Linked DNA regions of Mus musculus: all the other regions are linked to region 2. Evidence: chromatin contacts called from public HiChIP or PLAC-seq data. All regions are on one chromosome and are shown on one strand. The core of a region is the stretch at or near the end of the contact, and the rest is flanking DNA. Distances in the headings are between cores, read along the strand shown.

Evidence for each region. HiChIP or PLAC-seq counts read pairs in DNA pulled down with a chosen protein or histone mark.
Region 1: a FOXA1 HiChIP or PLAC-seq map of pancreatic cancer cells shows a contact between it and region 2. The contact joins two enhancer-like sites. A contact is called at or near these places in 1 of 484 Hi-C or Micro-C datasets (bone marrow-derived macrophages) and 1 of 115 datasets of contacts at active chromatin or transcription factors (pancreatic cancer cells).
Region 3: a contact with region 2 is called in a FOXA1 HiChIP or PLAC-seq map of pancreatic cancer cells. The contact joins two enhancer-like sites. A contact is called at or near these places in 1 of 484 Hi-C or Micro-C datasets (bone marrow-derived macrophages), 1 of 115 datasets of contacts at active chromatin or transcription factors (pancreatic cancer cells) and 1 of 9 other capture datasets (embryonic stem cells).

What each region holds. Positions count from the first base shown.
Region 1 is chr6:145,996,729-146,000,500 of GRCm38.p6, forward strand. All of the region lies in intron 2 of Gm32838 (a long non-coding RNA gene), which reads left to right. Gm32914 (a long non-coding RNA gene) reads right to left here. Exons shown (of 4, transcript XR_869600.1): 4 at 2,808-3,772. Among named protein-coding and RNA genes, the nearest start is that of Gm32914, 15 kb to the right of the region's middle. Within about 2 kb of position 2,168, at least 162 of the 459 cell types and tissues checked have an H3K27ac peak or open chromatin away from gene starts, as enhancers often do. A contact at or near this core is called in pancreatic cancer cells, where this site is marked.
Region 2 is chr6:146,302,995-146,306,289 of GRCm38.p6, forward strand. The region is part of intron 34 of Itpr2 (inositol 1,4,5-triphosphate receptor 2); the gene reads right to left. Among named protein-coding and RNA genes, the nearest start is that of Gm35596, 85 kb to the left of the region's middle. Within about 2 kb of position 1,862, at least 8 of the 459 cell types and tissues checked have an H3K27ac peak or open chromatin away from gene starts, as enhancers often do. A contact at or near this core is called in pancreatic cancer cells, where this site is marked.
Region 3 is chr6:145,971,441-145,974,993 of GRCm38.p6, forward strand. All of the region lies in intron 1 of Gm32838 (a long non-coding RNA gene), which reads left to right. Gm38928 (a long non-coding RNA gene) reads right to left here. Exons shown (of 3, transcript XR_869599.2): 2 at 3,408-3,553; 3 at 2,491-2,854. Among named protein-coding and RNA genes, the nearest start is that of Gm38928, 4.3 kb to the right of the region's middle. Within about 2 kb of position 1,976, at least 44 of the 459 cell types and tissues checked have an H3K27ac peak or open chromatin away from gene starts, as enhancers often do. A contact at or near this core is called in pancreatic cancer cells, where this site is marked.

The DNA.
Region 1 (3,772 bases), core at 918-3,417, 310 kb before region 2:
CTGCAAGAATGAGGCTCCTGATCCAGTTGCCCCTGTGGATGTGGTGGATATTCCCACAAGCACAAACGATGGAGCCGAGATGAGAGATCCTTTCGGTATTCCAGAAGCCGATACCAGCTCGACATGACATTCAAATTTTTCCACGCTTTTTGATCCCTGAATTCCCCTTAAAGAGATAGCCCCGCTGGCCATCTATCCCTTGCTTCAGGGAAGATGAGCGGGGATGAGAGCCCTGGGATGTGTGCTTGTTATAGTGTGTGTGTGTTTTGTGTTGGGCACATGTGTTAGGTGCAGAGTGTGCGGTCCGCACTTTCGCCATGGTAGCATAGGCTTTTGCTGCAGTGGAGGCGGGACAATCTCCTCAGATTCGGTTTGCCGCTCTAAAAGAAATTATGCTGCGTTATGCCGTGGGGTGCGAGGCTAAGCACTGCACAGAGGATAGCTTGCTGTTGGCATCCTGTGGAAGGCACGTCTGATTGCATGAAGGTTCAGTGTCCTAGTTCCCTTCCCCTAGGAAAAACGACACGGGAGCTGGCCAAGACCTCTCTGGGTGATGAGCCTAAGGGATGGTTTTGTGTAGGGCCCCTATGCTTGCACACTGGGGATCAGACCTCTACCTTCACCCATGAGGCTTGCTTGCAGCAATTAAGATCTGGCCATAGATTAATCAACATCCTGGCCTTTTGATGCACCTGCCACAAGCAAAACACAATCTCCCCAGGTGTGGCTTGGCATGATAGAGAGGTAGTCAGTGATAAGACTCCCTGGGCATGTCACCAACCTAAGACAGGGATCAAACCAATGCTGTTTGTCACCCAAGGACGGGTAAGGGGCATGGCTGCGGGGGGCTATCTACAGACATTCTCTCTGCCAAAAAAGAAAAAAGGGGGAATTGTGGGGAGCGGGTGTGGCGGCAGTCCCAAAGGCGCCAGGGACTGCAGCTAAGTCATATGACTTGCACCTGACTTCCTCATATAAGACACAAACATCTTGAGTGCTGGGCAGGTGTACCAGGATACAGGTGAATCCAGTCTGATGGAGATTTGCCCCTGCTGCCCTGATTAGCTGAAGCTGCGTGACCCTGGTGAGGTGGCGTGGCCTGCTGGTGCGTGGATGGGAACTGAGAGTATAAAAGAGTGAGAGGCCCAGGGTTCGGGGGAGATATAAACAGGGGAGATATAAACAGGGGAGATATAAACAGGGGAGATATATGGAGAAAGAAGAAACAGGACTGAATAAACGTGTGCAGAAGGATCCTGTAGCAGCGTCGTTCTTCCTGGCCTGTTGAGTGCGCGCAACAATCCTGCAGTTCAGCTGAAGTGTACACTGAGGTCCAGTGAAACAGGGTTTTGCTGGGGAACCAGAACTGGCACCTGACCTTAGCTAACCTTCAGTCTGGGCAGACTTCCCCTGTGGGCATGCATTTCCATGTAAGGGTCTTGCAAGCCTCACCATCTCTGCATTAAATAGGTCCTGGAAGTGGACATATATCGGGGTATGTTTGGCTTCCCATAACTCCTTAAAAGCAATTCCCTGGCAGTGTCAGTAGGGAAGCCAGGATTGGGGTGGGGGTGGGGGAGTCTAGACAGGATCCCTAGGTTTTTTTCAAGAGCCATTTAGTCACTTTCCTCCAGAATCAGATCAAACTAGTCTCCTTTGCCCTGGGCCTTGCAAGTCAGCTCTGATGTCCGGGATCCCTCTTCTGAGATTTTTACGTAAGCACAGCTCTTGCAATTCCTTGCCCAGAGACGGTGTTCCTGGGTGGTCCTTCTTGGGTGGGTCTCTGGGCATAGAAACCCCAAGCCACATTTCCTCCTGAGCTTTGCAGAGCCAGGCAAATCCTGCCTCGTGAAGCTCAGCTCCAGCTCATTTGGGAGATTAAGATCAGAGACGACGTGGAAGGGCCATGTTTTAACAAGGGAGAAAGCACAAGCTATTCAGAAGTTAGGCCTACTGTGCAGGACACTCCCGACACACACCACACCCTGGCTCTGGGAGCCTCTCCCATAAAGATGGTATCACGGGGTGAGGAAAGAGTCACACCACTCCCAGCAGGCCCCACATCAGAAGAGCTTCACTTTCAATTACCAGCAGCAGCTGTGGAAGCCACTTATGTAACGGGCTCCGGGCTCCGAGCCTCCTCCCTGGGAGGTGGGGAACCATTTGGTCTGTGCTAAGTAATGAGTCACGGTCAGAGTGAGGGAGCAGAAAGAATGGATTTCTCCCTTGTATTGCTTCATCCAAACCTGGAGTAAAACATGGAAAGCTAGTCGGGGAGGCACTACCTTGGGGTCTGAAATGCAGGTTCCCTGGGGCTTCCCAAGGGCTGACTAGGGAGGCTTTCTGGTGGGAAGCCCAGCTGTGCACTTAATGAGGACACGGTTTGAACTGTGGCTGACCTACTAAGGGATCCTTAGAGCCTCAGGGCTTTACCAGGCCCCGCCAAGGTCCAGGAGAGTGGAGATGAAGGAAAAGTCTTCGGAATGAGAGAGAATTTTTGCTGAATATCATTCAACCCTAAACTGGTGAAGTGCATCCTAGGGTGGGTCGGGAAAGGGACCTGTTAATACCAACTAAGAGGTCAGAAGGTTTGCTTTATCAAAGGGTGGGGAGATATCTTATGTTTGTGTTGTGAGGTAAAAATAAAAACAGAATTCAATCCCTGAAGTTTGTCTCCTAAGGGAGTCCACAGTCTGTCCGGTTGATGTTAGTAACCATCATGGCGGGGAGGGAGAACTGGCTCTGAAAATTGCTCCTTGTGTTCACTGAGGCACACGCACCCTACAAAACACACAGGAAAGTACATATCATTTTGAAAATTTATAAATTTATATCAGCAAATGCTTTCTTGTGACAGCCCTCTCCCCACACCATCACGCTTTTCCATGTGTCGTCATGAAGCCAGCATCTTCCCAGTCTCTCTTCTGTAAGCCCCTGAAAATCTGGAAGGGCATGTGGGGCCTCTTATGAAGCTGGTCAGATGTGTTTGATGTTGCGGCAGGTCGGTGTGTTCAGGGTGACTTGCCTGATGAACCTTGTGGTAGTTAATATTATCAAAGGGGGAAGCTGTAAAATCACATAGGAGACAAACTTCTGGGCATGCTATGAGGAAATTTCCAGACAGGATTCATTGACAGGAAAGATCTACCCCAACCGAACAGAACCATCCCATGGGCTGGGGCCCAGACTGAATAACAAGGAGAAAGCAAGCCGAGCACTAGCTTCCATCTCTCTGTGATTCCTGACTGCAGACGCCCGGAGAGCGGCTGCCTCCAGCTCCTACAGCCATGGACGCTATCTTCAAACCGTGATTCAAAGCAATTCCTTCCCCCTTTAAGGTGCCTTTGTCAAGCGCTCCGTTCCAGCAATGAGTAAAGAAACTAAGTAGTCAGAAATGTTTTATTCAGTGTACACACTTTCTGATAGCTGAGCCCTCCCTCCTGGGATCAGCATAACCAGAGGTCAAGGAAGGCCCAGGTGCCTGGAGAGGGTTCCTCATCCGCTACTTATACTGACTCTGATCCTGGAGTGCAGTTAGCATTTTGTGTGGGTCCTTGTCTGTGACATGGGACACCGAGAGCCCCTCCCACACAGGGTGGTTTTGAAGACCAAGGTGAAACTTGTGAAGTATTTAGGATTGGGGGCACTTTTAAACTGTCCCCACCCACCATCTTTACCGTCAGCTTAGTTTTCGCCACTAGCAATTGTGTTAGAATATACAAGCAGGTTTACGACTCATCAGAAACAGCTTTTTAGAGCTACAAAAATTTCT
Region 2 (3,295 bases), core at 612-3,111:
TGTGTGCGCCTGCCTGTGTGTGTCTCTGTATATGTGTGTGTGGCTGTGTGTGTGTGTAGCTATGTGTGCCTCTGTGTGTGTGTGCCTCTGTGTGTATGTGTGCCTGTGTGTGTGTGTGTGTGTGTGTGTGTGTGTGTGTGTGTCTGTGTGTGCCTCTTGTGTATGTGTGGCTGTGTGTGTTTGTGTGGCTGTGTGCACCTCTGTGTTTTCAATGTTCTTCCTATTTAAAATCTCTACTGGGTTGGGGAAATAGCTCAGACAGTGGAGCACTCACTGTGTGTGTGTAGCTGTGTGTGTGTGTGTGTGTGTGTGTGTATGTAGCTGTGTGTGCCTCTGTTTGTATGTGTGTGTGTGTGTGCCTTTGTGTGTGTGTGTGCCTGTGTGTGCCTCTGTGTGTGTGTATGTGTGTGTGTGTGTGTGTGTGTGTGCAAGGGTGCATGTGTGTGCACATGCCTGTATGGAGACCAAACGACAACTTTGCCTGTATTTACTGACCCCACCTCTCTCACTAGCCTGGAATTGGGCCAGTAAGCCCCAGGGATCCTCCTATCTCTGCCTTGACAGGACTGGAATTAGAGGCACATGGCACAATGTCAAGGCTCTTCATATGGCTGTACAGATTGAGCTCAGGTCCCCTTGTGGGTGCTCCACTGACTGAGCTATTTCCCCAACCCAGTAGAGATTTTAAATAGGAAGAACATTGAAAGCACGGATACATGCTGCCTGTGTGACACTCCAACTCTACCACATGGATGCTCCTGCAATCCTCTACCTGAACAAAGCACCTGCTTCTTACGGTCACCCAAGAACAGGAGAGGAAGGCCTGACTAGTCATCTGGAAAGATAACACTGAGTCCATGCCACACAACCTGTAAGTAAGTGTATACTAGATGTCTCGAAGTCAGACTCCCCTACCCTCCCATTCTCTTGTTCCCTCCACCTCTCCCTCCCATCTCTTCCCCTTTCTTTATCTCACTCTCTGTGACCAGGAGGAACTCACAGTCTTTATGGCCCCAGTCTGCTGAGTGCAGAGGTTGCAGACATGGGCCACCACACTTACTTCCACAGAGCTCAAGGCTTTTAACAGTAACACCAGAAAGATACGGAAAAACCAAAACTATGAAAATCCTCTGAGGATGGAACAACACCGCAGAACGACAGACGCTATTCTGAAAATGGAATTGAACTTTAAAAAGAAATCAGTTTGGGCTAACGGCTTAGTAAAACGCATGCTTCATAGGGCGAGTAGCCGAGCTCCACAGTCCAGAACAAGCCAAGCGTGACAGCGTGCACTTGAAACCCAGCACTAGGGACACAGATGGAGAACCCAGGACTCACTAACCTACTTGGAAGATCCCAGACCCATGGAGAACCTCTCTAAAAGAAGGGTTGCCCTAAACACAACTGCACACACAGGAATGTGTGCAAACACCGACACAAACTAAGAAGCCCTGTTATTATTACCTACATTATAACACATTCTATATAACATATAGTATATAATATAATGTGCAATATGTGAATATGTATTCCTTATGCTAAAAAAATAAATTATTTCAAAGAAAATGTAAGAAAACTAGCTACCAAATAGTCAAAGAGCTCACTTCTTACTATGTAACGGTTGAACTCAAATTACCGGATATGACCTTTCATAGCAAAGGAAATACTGGTGGCTCAATCATATGGAAAAGTTCTTTTCCTCACACATGGCAGAGAAAAAGTGCATTAAAACTCTAGCAATATTTTTAAGATCAACAAACTCCAAACACAATGCTAAGGAGAAAGGCGTTCTCTGGCGTTGCTGGTGTGCTAACAACATCACAGGACAGCATTCGTCATGACTCAGAAGGTCCACTCCTAGCTGTTTACTTTCTTCCTTCACGTTAGAGATGACTGCAAACATTAGATGTTTAAAAATAGAGTGAGGTTGGTTATGGTCACACAAAAGAATGCAGAACCACGGGGATGTGTGTGCATTTGTTTCCCTGCATCGAGCTGCAAATATCACAGGCTGGAAGCCTTCTGCCATGTGCTTACAGGAATGGGTGAACTGAGGAACAATGTCTAACCAGGCACATCTACAGATCCCTGTCGCCTTAACCTTCCTCAGCACCCAGCAAGCGCTTACTGCTCACAGGGAGGGAAGGGCTGAGTGAGTAGGTCTGCTGTCTTCTTACCACGTATGTATCCAGTGCATACATGATGAAGATTTTGGATGACAGACAGGCTGAGCTAATGGTACTTTGAAAATACTTTAGAAACAGGTGTTTCACACATGCAAACTACACTTGATATTTGCATTTATAAGAAATGTGTTTACCACTTCACAAATGCATCAAAAGGCTTTATAACTATATGTCTGCCCAGGCTGTGCCATGTTTTACATATATATTATTCTCTATTCCCTTAAACATTATATTCTTAAATGTCTGAGCTGTGCCAAATCTCAGTGTTGCTGTGTATTTTTAAAGAAAGCCAAAGCCAAAATGATTGTGTATCTGAGCTGTAAAGTTTCACACGGGTCCCCGCAATGGCTGAACTTCATGGGAAGCCACACTTGTAGACTGCCTGATGTCTCAGGACACCTGACCTAATCAGAAGGATGTATTGACTGGGTTCAGAAACAGGCCAGTTTCCAAGAGAGATGGAGCCAACCCTGCCATGCTGTGGATGTCTCTCTGCTTTCCCGTTATACAGAAAGGAACTTTCAAATAGCTGGCCAGCTCAGTGTCCCGCCTCTGCCCTCCTCAGCCCCTTTCTGTCTGTGAAACCCCAACCTTCACTAGGTCATAGGAAGTTATTCTGTTTTATACTGTGTGTGGAGTGGGGGGTGTGAGGTGCCTAACCCTAGAATCACACACAAGTTAATTTGATCTTTAAACACAAATCTGTTGTCATATTGCCTTTTGAAACTAGCCAAGGCAATGTCTCCCGAGTCCACAGACTATGATAAATCAATGTGCACCCATTCAATGGTTACCATCACATTGTTAGCAAGATTTAGAAACACCTAGCAGTGCTCTTGGATGTATCCATGAGGGTGTTTCCAGAGACATTTGACCAAGGAAGGAAGAACCACCCTGCCTAAGGTGGCTCTGGCCCAACAGCTGGGGTCTCCACCTGAATAAAAACGAATGAGCTAAGCACCAGCATTCATGGCTCCCTGCTTCCTGTCTGTGGGTGCAAGGGAACAACCACCTCGGGCTCCTGTGGTCACAGCTAGACACATGTCACCACACTGTTCCCACCACAGTGGACTGTGTCTGTGAAACATCAGCCAAAGACATTCAGGGAG
Region 3 (3,553 bases), core at 726-3,225, 330 kb before region 2:
GGGGATGCTGCTGTTGATGGTGACTGTGACAGCCATCTGTCAACTTGATCCGGAATCAACTAAAGCATATTGACAAGCCACTGGTCACTCCCGTGAGATATTTTCTTAGATTATCTGAGGTGGTAAGACTCACCCTTCCTCTGGAAGGGTGTTTGCCTTCCTCTGGAAGTCCAGATAAAAGGACATGAGTGAAGGAAACTGCTTTTTGCCTGCTGGCCCTCATCCTTATTGGCAAGTTCATCTACCCTGTTGCTGAGGCATTCCTTCACCCGAATTAGAGCCAAATTCTTTATTTTTTATTTCTTGTGTTCTTTTTTTTTTTAAGTTACAGTGGCATTTTAAATTTTTATTTATTTCTATTTCATACACTTTGGCTTTTTGCCTACACAACATATATATATGTTTGTGTAAGGGCATTGGATCCGTTGGAACTAGAACTACAGATAGTTGTGAGTTGCCATGTGGGTGTTAGGAATTGAACTCTGGTCCTCTGGAAGAACAGCCAGTGATCTTAACCACTGATTTATCTTTCCCTAGAACCTAGAGCAGAATTCTTAAGGGTTCCAATATAGATTGAAGACCAGCAGCTCTCTAGGAATCCTCTAGACCATTCTAGAACTACTGAGGTATCCAGCCTCATGGCCCAAGAAACTACAGGACTCTTAGCTCTCCAGTGAGAGACAGCCATTGTTGGATTAGCTGGGCCGTGTTATGGAAGCCACTGTAAATCTTGTGTGTGTGTGTGTGTGTGTGTGTGTGTGTGTGTGTGGTGTGATTGTGTGTTCTTAGTCTGTTCCCTTAGTGCTCCCTGGCCAATACAGTGATGATGGCGTGGTGAAGAGATCTGTGGTAACCATCTACATGTTGAAATCACAGACACAGCAGGAAGCCAGAGAAGCCCTGTTAACTCCTGAAGGCCATAGTAACACTCACCACCACAGCTAGTTTCTGTCTTCTGACGTGGATAACCAAGGCAACTCCTCTCTCTGTTCCCTGAAAACACTGCGTGGAATTCTGATGATTTGTCTTGTGTTCCTAACTCAGACATGCTTTCTAATCAGTGAAGAAAGTGAACCAATGCTTCCAAGCCCTGGCATCTGGAAGGCCCGAGGCTCAGTGCCCTTGGGAAGCCATGCCGCACCAAATGTGCAGAGGCTGTTTGTTAGATAAGCACTCCAAAGGCCTTTCAGGGAGTCTAGGGACAGCTGCATGGAAGGACATCCTGCCGCCTCTGCTCTGGAGACCTGGGAGATCTGTGAAACATTTGCATGGATTATATGGGCCTTTGTCTTCAAACCCAGCTGGGAGTATTATGGTTTGGATGTGAAATGTTGCCCATAGGCTCAGGTGTTGAAACACTTGGTCTCAGTTGGTAATGCTGTTTTTTTTTTTGGGGGGGGGGTGGATTGTGGAACTGTGGGAGGTACAGCCTCTCTGAAGGAAGTGGGTCATGGGGAGACTTCATAAGCATGCCCCACTCTTGAGTCCCGACTCCTGAGTTAGTGTGACCATCTGTCTCATGTTCTGGTTACCTTGCCTTCCCTCCCTGTCGACTCTCTCCCTACCTGAAGCATGAGTCAACGCGCATTCTCCAGTGTTTAGTCACACTTGTCTGTTGTTCTGTCACAGCGACAGGAAATGAACTAATACACAGTCGCCCTCTTCTTATTCACTGTTGTTGCTGTCCCAGGACCTTGTACAGCAGTGGTAACTCAGACCCCATAGTGGGGCAGCTCTTTGTAAAAGCCCTACTAAGGACCTTTCTGGGCAAACCATCACTCCTGGGCTTTGCAGTCTCCCATCTAGACAGTCAAGACGGCCCTGGAGTCCCAGAGACCCTTTCTAAAGCATTGCTTAAAGCTACACTGCCTTCCCTGAGCACTATGGTTTGTAGCAAGAGGCAAACTATACCAGTCCTGTCTGTCAGAATCTAAATGTGGAGGGTTGTGCATTTACATCCTGTAGACTCCAAGGAGCTAAAACAGATCCGCTGTAGACTTGCAGAACGCTTGTAAATTAAAAATAGACACTAACACATCACTGTATAGCAATGGAGGGAAGAAGCCATTGCTTTCAGGGGAAGTCTCATGGCTCTGACCTGACCGTGAGCAAACAGCAAAAGGTCAAAGGGCATACCACACCATTACCACTCCAAAGCTCTGCCCCTCCCACACCAAGAGAGCTTTCTGCCTCTGTTTTTCTTTCAAAACCAGACTATAGAGGAGGATCCATGGAGGGTCTGTGGCACGAAAACCCTTAGATACCCGCACACAAGCATTTCATGCCTGTTTCTCCCAGAACACAGCAGCAGTTTCTGATTGAGAGAGTTTGGAAGGGTCTGTCAGGTTCCCCTCCTCCCTCCTCCTACCCCTGTTTATGTTGCAGCACGCCACCCATGCCTCTCATCAACATCTTCAAAGAAGGAAGGTTTATTTTAATTTCTGATTTCAGTGATGGTGGATGCCACAGCCAACTCTGTCAGTTCTGGTCCCGGGCTGAAGCTCAGCATCATGGTTGTCATGGTTGCAGGATAAGGTGGCAGGAAGCAAGGAAGTAGGGTGTGGAAAAGGCCAGGGTGGGATCTAGTCCCCAAGAACACACCGTTCACGGACTCACTTTCTCCAAGGGGCCCTGCCTCCTGCTCCCCAATCCCTTACATACATCACACTGTGAACCTGTTAAGGCCTCAGCTCGTTGATTGGGTCAGAGATCCTAGGACCCAATCACATGCCCAAGTCCATCAGCTGGCAATCAAGCTTGACCACAGGCCTGTGGATGGTCTTCATGGTCACACCATAACAGAAGGCCACACGAAGGAACGAGTGTGATACTTCCACGGGGCACTCAGGATTTCCTGGAGGGGTCACAAATTGCTTGGTGAGAGGGGTTTCTGTTGAGGGTCTAATGAAATTACTGGATTTTAATACATATATTTTAGAGACAATGTTTTTCTTTTTTACACCCCCATTTATATATGAGGGGTATAGCTGGGACCTGGACATAAAACAAAAGAGATTTTTTTTTTAAAGTTTGGGTCTTGCTACTAATATTCTCTCTCTCTCTCTCTCTCTCTCTCTCTCTATATATATATATATATATATATATATATATATATATTTGATTTGAGGGGAAAAACACAAAACAAAACCAAAAGGAAATATTATTATAATCTCTTTAGCAAATTCCTATACCACTTTTCTTAACGGGAGAAAGATACTTCGCAATCTGATATCGAGGCTGTAAAGCAAGAAGACTCTTACCCTGACACGTTTATTTTACACGAGATCAAACAGGAGAAAGTGGAGATTGTCTGCCCAGGGTCATCCAGCTTCAACCTTACCCTGCTTACCCAGTGTAGACTTATGCTAAAATCTGCCATGATTTTCCTTTCCTTTATTTTACTTTACCTTGGGAATTTAAAGTGTCTTCCTGTTTGTCTGGGAGCTGAAATCCTTGGGAATTTAAAGTGTCTTCCTGTTTGTCTGGGAGCTGAAATCGGGCACCGTCACTCTCAGAAAGCTCAGGGTTCCTGGTCTGTGTTCCCGGGACACGG